Linked DNA regions of Oryctolagus cuniculus: regions 2 and 3 are each linked to region 1. Evidence: chromatin contacts called from public Hi-C and Micro-C data. All regions are on one chromosome and are shown on one strand. Each heading gives the region's core, a stretch centred on a gene start, on an enhancer-like site or on the middle of the called end of the contact. The rest is flanking DNA. Distances are from core to core; before and after follow the strand shown. Region 1 holds the start of WWP2 (WW domain containing E3 ubiquitin protein ligase 2). Region 2 overlaps NIP7 (nucleolar pre-rRNA processing protein NIP7). Region 3 holds the start of TERF2 (telomeric repeat binding factor 2).

What was found. Hi-C and Micro-C count contacts between places; a contact is called where the count stands out from the background.
Region 2: a contact with region 1 is called in a Hi-C map of embryonic fibroblasts, with 2.1 times the contacts expected there. The contact joins the enhancer-like site here to the promoter of WWP2 in region 1. A contact is called at or near these places in 3 of 6 Hi-C or Micro-C datasets (ear pinna, embryonic fibroblasts and an unstated tissue).
Region 3: a Micro-C map of ear pinna shows a contact between it and region 1, with 4 times the contacts expected there. The contact joins the promoter of TERF2 here to the promoter of WWP2 in region 1. A contact is called at or near these places in 4 of 6 Hi-C or Micro-C datasets (ear pinna, psoas muscle, skin fibroblasts and 1 more).

Annotation. Positions count from the first base shown.
Region 1 is chr18:52,876,845-52,879,544 of mOryCun1.1, forward strand. It overlaps WWP2 (WW domain containing E3 ubiquitin protein ligase 2), which reads left to right and starts at 1,288. Exons shown (of 24, transcript XM_002711669.4): 1 at 1,288-1,423.
Region 2 is chr18:52,496,293-52,498,992 of mOryCun1.1, forward strand. NIP7 (nucleolar pre-rRNA processing protein NIP7) reads left to right here. Exons shown (of 7, transcript XR_007920025.2): 7 at 1-1,545. Among named protein-coding and RNA genes, the nearest start is that of TERF2, 26 kb to the left of the region's middle. Within about 2 kb of position 1,324, at least 4 of the 8 cell types and tissues checked have an H3K27ac peak or open chromatin away from gene starts, as enhancers often do. A contact at or near this core is called in ear pinna, where this site is marked.
Region 3 is chr18:52,470,080-52,472,779 of mOryCun1.1, forward strand. TERF2 (telomeric repeat binding factor 2) reads right to left here and starts at 1,374. Exons shown (of 10, transcript XM_008257547.4): 1 at 984-1,374; 2 at 795-890; 3 at 1-129. The coding sequence starts at 1,359. All of the region lies in intron 5 of NIP7 (nucleolar pre-rRNA processing protein NIP7), which reads left to right.

The DNA.
Region 1 (2,700 bases), core at 38-2,537:
AGAGATGAGTTGTATCCTAAACAGAGTGATCGTGAAAGGCTTTGCTGTGTGACAGCTAAGCAAACATCTGAGAGAGAGAGGGTGGGAAGTGGTCGTTACTGTCTCACTATATGGGGAAAGAGCTTTTCAGGCACTGGGAGAAGCAAGTCCAAAGGTCCTGAGGCCAGAGTGGCCAAAGGGCAGAGTGGGGGTGAGAGAAGAGAAATAAGAAGGGACTGTGGGGAGGGGAACCATGCGGGTGACCACCTATATTTCTAGCTTTCACTGCTTAATGCACCCTGCATGCTTTTTACTTAGTCCTCTTGCTCTTTGGTGAACACTTACTGAAAGCCCACCCCACAAGGAAGCCTTTCCTCACTCCTCTAAAGCAGAATTAGGAAAACGCCCGACAATGAAATTGGAGAAGCGTCAGTTTCGTGGCAGGGTTTAACAGGTTTAACGAATTAAGAGATGGCTGTATATTATTGAAAGGCAAGGGACTGAGTTCAACCAATTTCATTTGTGTGCATGATTGGATCCATCCAAATGCTAAGGCTCCCCCCACCCAAAAAAAAAAACAAAACGGGGTAATTAGGTTGCTAGTATTAATTTTAACCAATGGTAATTAAAAGTGAAAAACAGTCTTCATCCAACTTGTCAAAGCTGAGGCCCTGCGCCGTTAGTAAGGGATGTTGACATAAAATGTTCTTGCTAAGTTGTATGCACCTGCAGATGAAGGGAACAGGGGTTGGCTGGGCGTGATAGGGGGCATTTTATGCCCCCAGGCAGGGGCTTCGAAGCTGTTCTACTTCATGTCCCAGATGTTCCACGACGGACAGGTCTGTTGCTTCTACAGTCTAGAACCGCGCCTGGCACGTGGCAGGCATTGAGTCACCAGGATTATCAAACACAAATACAAGCGGCACAATCCAATGTGATTTTCAGATAATCTTAGTATAAATATATCCCATGTAGGATATTGGGCAGACACGGTTGTTTACCCGAAACTGAAATTTATCTGAGATTTCACTTTAATAACTTTATTAACCCCACTAAGGAGCTCAAATACTCGTGATTTGTTTGACCCAATTGAAAGAGGATCTCCTCGCACCTGTAAAATGGGTCTAAATCACAGCACGCGCCTCCCTAGCGTTGCTGGGCAGATAAAGCCAGCACGTGGCACCTGGCGAGCCCTCAGTTTATACGACTGCTGGGAAACAAATTCATGAGCGGCAAAAGTTTCGCCTTATACACACGGCCACAGGACCCGGGCCTCTTCGAGGCCAAAAGCTCGCAGGCCAGGCCTAGGTTGCCGGCACCTGAGAGCCCGGCCAGCCTCTTCCGGGTCAGGTGACCGCGCGCGGCCACGTGACCCGGCCCGAGTGCGGGCGGTGGAAGGCGGAAGTGGGAGAGGAGTTGGGCGCCGCTTCTGGGGCCGGGGCAGGTAGCGAGCGCGGGCGCGGCGGGCGCGGCGGGCGGGCGCGGGGCGCGGAGCGGGCCGGGGGCGGCGGGCGGCGCGCGGTGGGCTGGGGGCGGCGCGGCCCGGGCGCCGGGGGGCGGCGGCTTCCTGTGGGAGGGGCCTGGCGCGGCGGTTCCGGCCTCCGAGGAGGGGTGTCCCGGCTCCCGCCCGAGCGGGGTGGGCGCGACGCGGCCCGCGTGGGGCCGCTCCGAGGTGGCCGGCCGGGAGCCGGTGCTTCCGGGAGCGGCGCGGCGCGTTGGTGCCGGGGGGCTGGAGGGACAGGCATCGCGATCTCTGTGGAGGGAGCAGGGGAAGGGCGAGTTGGGACGGAGCTGGGAAGGGGGTGCCGAGATGGACATAGGGCGGGCAGGGCAGGGGAGCAGCCCGGGAGATGCCGCCTGAGCCCCACTGAGGGCGTCTTCCCCGCTGCGTCTTTGGCAGCGATGTTTCCCCGAGACTTGATTTCGGGCTCAGTCCATCTTTAAACTTCAGGAGGGATCACAGAATCTTGGTCGTCTTGCTCTCGTCACACCCACTTAGTCCCGCGGGCGTCGGGTTTCCACTTCTTGGGAACCTAACCCTTCAGGATCGCCTTTCTTTGGGGCTTTTCCCCCTTGATCAAGTCGTCTTCGAGGCTGAAGACAGAAAGCGTGGGCGCTCTGCTGTGGCTGCAGGAAGGTTTCAGCCTACGCTCTTGACCATGACCTAGCCCAGCACCGCCTCGGCCGGAACACCGGCTAGAGGACCGTGTACCTGTGTGCTAACGACTTCGGGTCTGGCTGTGGTTTAAATTATTCAGCTTCCCTTACCACGTGACTGCTTATCTTGACCAGCTGTAGCTAGGTAGAAGTCTGTGTCCTGTGCCTTAGAACTATGACCTGGCGCCTGATGTTGAGATTAAATACCCATGTCACAGCTGTTCATCTTCCTCTTTCTGTAAATGTTCACTGAATGTTTTGCAGAAGTGAGTCTCATGCGTGCACACACAAGAGCCAGAGTCGTTCAGGGTTACAAGTTAGAGAACAAAAGGACTTTACTAAATGTATGAGGTGTTCAGGTTTTTGAAGTGTTTGATGAGCATTTAGAAGTTAATTTTTGCAGCAGCCCTGTGATTTAGATGGGGAAAGGTCTTTTTTCCACGTCATGAGAAACAGACAGACTTAAAGGAGTCTTGACTTTTAAAACCAATGTGTTCTTTCTTGTTTACTGGTCTCTTCCTGCTGGACGTAAGAATCTTCAAGGGCAGATACCGTGTTTTATTT
Region 2 (2,700 bases), core at 74-2,573, 380 kb before region 1:
ACAAAGACTGGGGCACAGCTAGGCCAAAGCCAGGAACCCAGAAGTCCACTTGTGTCTCTCATGTGGTTGCAGGGGCTCAAGGACTTGGGCCATCTTCTGCTGCTTTTCCAAGCATAACAGGGAGTTGGATCTGAAGTGGAGCAACCAGGACTCAAACTGGCACCCATATGGGATGCCAGCATCGTAGGCAACAGCTTAACCAGCAGTACCCCAACACTGTGAATGTAGACTTTTAAAATGTAAAGTATACTCTGACTTGTAAGAGCTGAGCTCTGAGATCATAAGGCTTCAGTCACAACGGCCTTTTCCAGTTCTGCAAACACACTGTGCTTTTCACACCCAATAGCCTTTACACATCCTGTTCTCACCAACACAACCACAGCCACTCACCAATTCCTTCTCTCTCTCTCTCTCTCTCTCTCACACACACACACACACACAAATTGTCTTCTTACAACTGTGTGTCAAAGCACATGTTGTGCACAAAATGGCTGGGTTAATATACATACTGTTATAATCTGTATGAATTTCTTTGCAAAGTTCAGTCATAGAAATTGCTTGTTTCTCAATTTTGGGAGGATTCAGGATTATTATTTTAAAAATTTTAATTTTTTTTTAATTTGAAAGGTAGAAAGACAGAGATGGATTTCTTGTCTGGATCACTCCCTAAACACCTGCAGCAGTCAAGGCTGGGCCAGACTGAAGCCAGGAGTCCAGAACTCAGTGTTGAGCTCCCATGTGGTGGCAGGGACCCAAGTTCTTGAGCCTTTCCAGTATGTGTTTTATCAGGCAGCTGGCATCTGGTGCAGAGCCAGGGCTCCAACCCAGACCCTCTGACAGAAGATGAGGACATCCCACATGGAATCTTCACTACCGCATGAAGTACCTGCCCTAGGACTCAAACTTACATGTGACTTTAGTTCTCCCTTCTAGGTGGTGGAGGGTGACAAAATCCCAATCATTTGTAGCCACCTTCGCCACACAGCCTCCTGAGATTAAAGAAGTTCTGGGATCGAGAAAATTCACAGCTAATGGAGAACAGCCCCAGGTCCCTGAGTGGTTACTGAGACGCTTGTTCCGTGTCATTGCCTGGGAGGTAGAAGGCTCAGCCTCCATGTCAAGCTCAGCCACAGGGACCCTCCTGGAGAATCCCAGGGCCAAGGAAGTGCTTAGTTCTCTGTGCTGCTGGAGCCTCTGGCTACCTCAGTCCTGCTCCCTGCTGGGGATCCGTGTGTGACAGAGTCGGAGTCTCTCACTCAGGACCCCCTCTCTCTTCCCCCTCCCCCTCCCTGGATTTTTATTTGAAAAAACCCTTCTGCAGGGAACAGTGGCAAGGGCTAGAGGGGACCTGGGAACACATGGCGAGTTCCCAGCTAGGACTCAGCCTCCACGTCCACTAAATAGCAAATAAACTGGGAAAGAAGGGGGTCTGAGTGAGAAGGAGAAAGACTGTTTTTTTTTTTTTTCCGAGCTTCTAAGAGAGCTTTGCAAACAATTGGAGTAATTAAAAGTTCTCAGAAGTAGCCGACTGGTGCCCTTTTCACCAAGGGAATGTGGGCCAAGCATGATACATTAAAAGAGAGGGAGCTGCCCTATTGAAGTTAAAAATACTCTTCAGTCACATGGCTAATTTGCTGGAATGCAGCAGTCAAGGGCTGTGGGCAGAGGGGGAGCTGGAAGCAGCTGGGGAGCTGGAAGCAGAGTGCCCGCCCTGGGGACTTCGTGTGCAGGGACAGAAAAACAGTGACTTAGGGCACCTTATCAGAAAGCTCACAGAAGTGGCAGGAAGAAGGCGAAGTGGGTTCAAGTTCCTTGCTGTGACCTTTGGGCTTATCAGACAGTGAAAGGATGGGTCAGGACTTGCCACCTGTGCTCCTGGGGTGCTGATTCACGACGCTGAGGTTGAAGGCTCTCCAGCTTCCCCTGCCTTTGAATCCGTTTCAAAGAAATGCTGAACCTGAAGGAGCCCTTTGATCCTAAACCCAAGGGAAAACCGATCTATAGGGTCTCCAGGGAAAACAGCTCAGGCCAGGAATACGAGTCTCAGTTTGGGACACTGGAGATTTTTTGAAATCTTTGAAACTGTAGTATTGAAATAGAAACTAAAAGTTATTCAGTGAATCCCTGAGTGTGAATTTATCTCTTTTCATTAGATTTGAAAGGCACAGAGACACGGGCAGAGCAACAGAGAGACACAGAGAGATTTCCCTTCAGCTGGTTTACTCCCCACATGCCTGCAACAGCCTGGGCTGGCCCAGGTTGAAGCCAGGAGCCCAGAACATGGGTGGCAGGGACCCAAGTACTTGAGCCATCACTTGCTGCCTCCCAGGGTGTGCAGGAAACTGGATTGGAAGTGGAAGATCCGGGCCCGGAACCAGGCACTCTGCTATGAGATGTGGACGTCCCAGTGGTATTTTAACCACTGCACCAGATGCCAAGCCTCCCAAGTGTGAATTTTCCACGTAAGGCTCAAAGAAGCTGACTTGCTCACAGTCACTCAACCAGTAAGTGACAGCTAGATTCAAACCTATGTCTAAGTGGAGAGGAAGGGCACAGTGATTAGGAAGTGCAGGGTTCAAAGAGCCCTGATGTCAGCTCCTGGCTCCACCAAGAGTGGGACCCTTGGGCAAGTTCCTAACACTTCTCAGTGGTGGTTTTACCATTTGTAATTTGGGGATGACAATAACAATTATCGCTTAG
Region 3 (2,700 bases), core at 124-2,623, 410 kb before region 1:
CCTCCTTGACCAGCTTTCTGCTGGATTCGATCACCGCTTCTGTCAACGTAAACTCGGTTTTAATCATCTCCAGCACATTGATGGCTGACTCCAGGGGTGTGAGCTCAGCTTCCATATCAAAGGAGCAGTCTAGGACAAAGCACAGTTCTCATTTCAAGCTCTTCTCTAAGGAGCAGGAAAGCGATGTCCAAACACATGAGTGTACACTTAGGGGCAGGGAGCATGCCACTATAGCAAGATCTGAATTCCACTTGCTGACACACCCGGGCTTCCAGACCCGGTCAGAGTGCCCAAACTCAGGCCAACGGATTTAAAACGTGCTCATCTTTCAGGATTTTTCGAGGCACGTAAAAAAGGTATTTTTAACACGTGCATTTGCCTCTCAGATTCAGGATACACACATCCTCCTCAGACACAAATGGCCAGAAACTTCAGCCAGTTTGCCAAACAGCTGTCAAGTTCAATTCGGAGAGGGGGCGGGAAACGTGCTCACACGCTGAAAAAACATCACTACGGGGGAGAGACTAAGTCTCTTTGGACAGCAACAAAGTTGGGCTAAGCAACTAACAGGTGGGAGGAAGAAAAGAAAAGGGAGAAAAAAAACCAACAACCCGCACACAGAAAAGCAGCCCACGGAACCTCCGGGCCCGGGAAAGCGAGCGAGCGCGCACGAGACCCCCGCGGTGCAAGCGGCCGCGCACTTTAACCCGGAACCCCTCCGTCCCGGATGTAAGTTTGAAAACAACAAAACCCGACGCAAGTACGCCCGCAGACGAGCACAAAAACAGCCATACCTAAATTCTCCCCTTCTTCAATGCGCGACAGACACTGCATAACCCGCAGCAACCGGGACACCGTGTGCTCCTTCCCCAGGGGCCTGACAAGCAGAGCTGGGAAAGAAGACAGCGTTGGCTCGGCGACCCCAGCCCCGACCCCGTCCCCACGACCCCCTCCCCGGCCTCCTTCCCGGGCCCGGCCCTCACCCTGCATAATGTCCCGGATCTGCCTGAAGTCCCCGTACCGGCTACCCCGAAAGGCCCGCAGCGCCTCGTGGAAGTAGAACTTGAGCACCCAGCGGTTGACCGCTTCTTCCAGCCGTGCTTCCCCCGCACCCCGATCCGCAGGACCCCCCAGCCCCGGCTCGTGGCGCCCCCGCCGAGCCCGCCCGCCGCTGCGGGACGCCCGCCGGCCCGCCCGCCCGCTGCCGTCGCTGCTCCCGCCTCCTCCCGCCATCGCGTCCGATCGCCGCGCGCCCTCCCCGCCCCCCCGGCTGGGCCGCTTCCTCGGCTGTGACGCCGCCGGGTCACGCACGACGCCCGGGCCGGAAGCAGGGCCCGCCGTCCCGGCTCCCGCGGCCATGATACGGACAGCGTTCCTAGCCGCCCGCGGGCTTCTGGGAGGGAAAGGACCGGAGGGCCCAGCCTCCGTCTCGGCCTCCGTAGTTCCCGGTCCGCTGGCCGCAAGGCCTGCTGGGACTTGCAGTCCGTGCCGCTCAGGTCGGCCGGGAAGTCCGCGGGGTTTGCAGTCTATGGCTCAGTGAATTGCGAATTTAATATGCATACTACTGTTCCGGAACTATGTATAAGATAACGGAAAATACGTGTATCTCGTTAAGCACTTGGGAAATTGCGGGCAGGAGCTCCATAGAAGAAGGTTTGTTAACTTTACTTTTTTTTTTTTTTTTAAGATTTTTATTTATTTATTTGACAGGTAGAGTTACAGACAGTGAGAGAGAGAGAGAGACAGAGAAAGGTCTTCCTTCCGTTGACTCACTCCCCAAATGGCCACCACGGCCGGCGCTGTGCCAATCCGAAGCCAGGTGCTTCTTGCCAGTCTCCCATGCAGGTGCAGGGCCCAAGCACTCGGGACATCCTCCACTGCCCTCCTGGGCCACAGCAGAGAGCTGGCCTGGAAGAGGAGCAACCAGGACTAGAACTGGCGCCCATATGGGATGCTAGCGCAGCAGGCGGAGGATTAACCTAGTGCGCCACCAGCTGGCCCCAACTTTACATTTTAACAAATAATTACAAAGCAGAGGCCAGTGTGCTCCCAGTCCGGGTCAAGCAACAGAATATGTCTTGCAATACCGGAAACCTCTGGAAATATAAAGTTTTTTTAAAATATTTGTTTATGTGCCTGCTTACTTACTTGAAAGGCACAGTGGCAGAGAGAGAGGTCGGTCCTTCTGCTGGTTCACTCCCCAAATGCCTGCATCAGCAGGGGATGGACCAGGCCCACGCCAGAAGCCAGGAGCTTCTTGCTCCCCCGTGGGTGGCAGGGGCCTAAGTACTCGGGGTGTATCGTCCACTGCTTTCCCAGGCTCATGGCGGGGAGCTGGACGGGGCCAGAGAACCGGAACTTGAACCAGCGCTCGGATACGGGGCGTCCAAATGGTGCCGTAACCCCCGCGCCGCAATGCCCACTCCATGTCATTGTTTAAATCATAAAATTATGCGCGTTATTGTAGAAGAATTAGAAAAAAATAAGCAAAAGGATCGCCCAGAGTCCCACATGAAAAAATTAGTTGTTTTATTTTTATAGTCTTCCAGTATCTTCTGTGTACCTATTGTGTGCCTGTGTTTGCAAAAATAGGATCGTACTAATTAACGCCTTTCCCCAGAGTTAACTTTTTTTAAAAAAAATATTTATTTTTTATTTATTTGAAAGGCAGAATGAGAGAGAAATGTATGTTGTATTTGC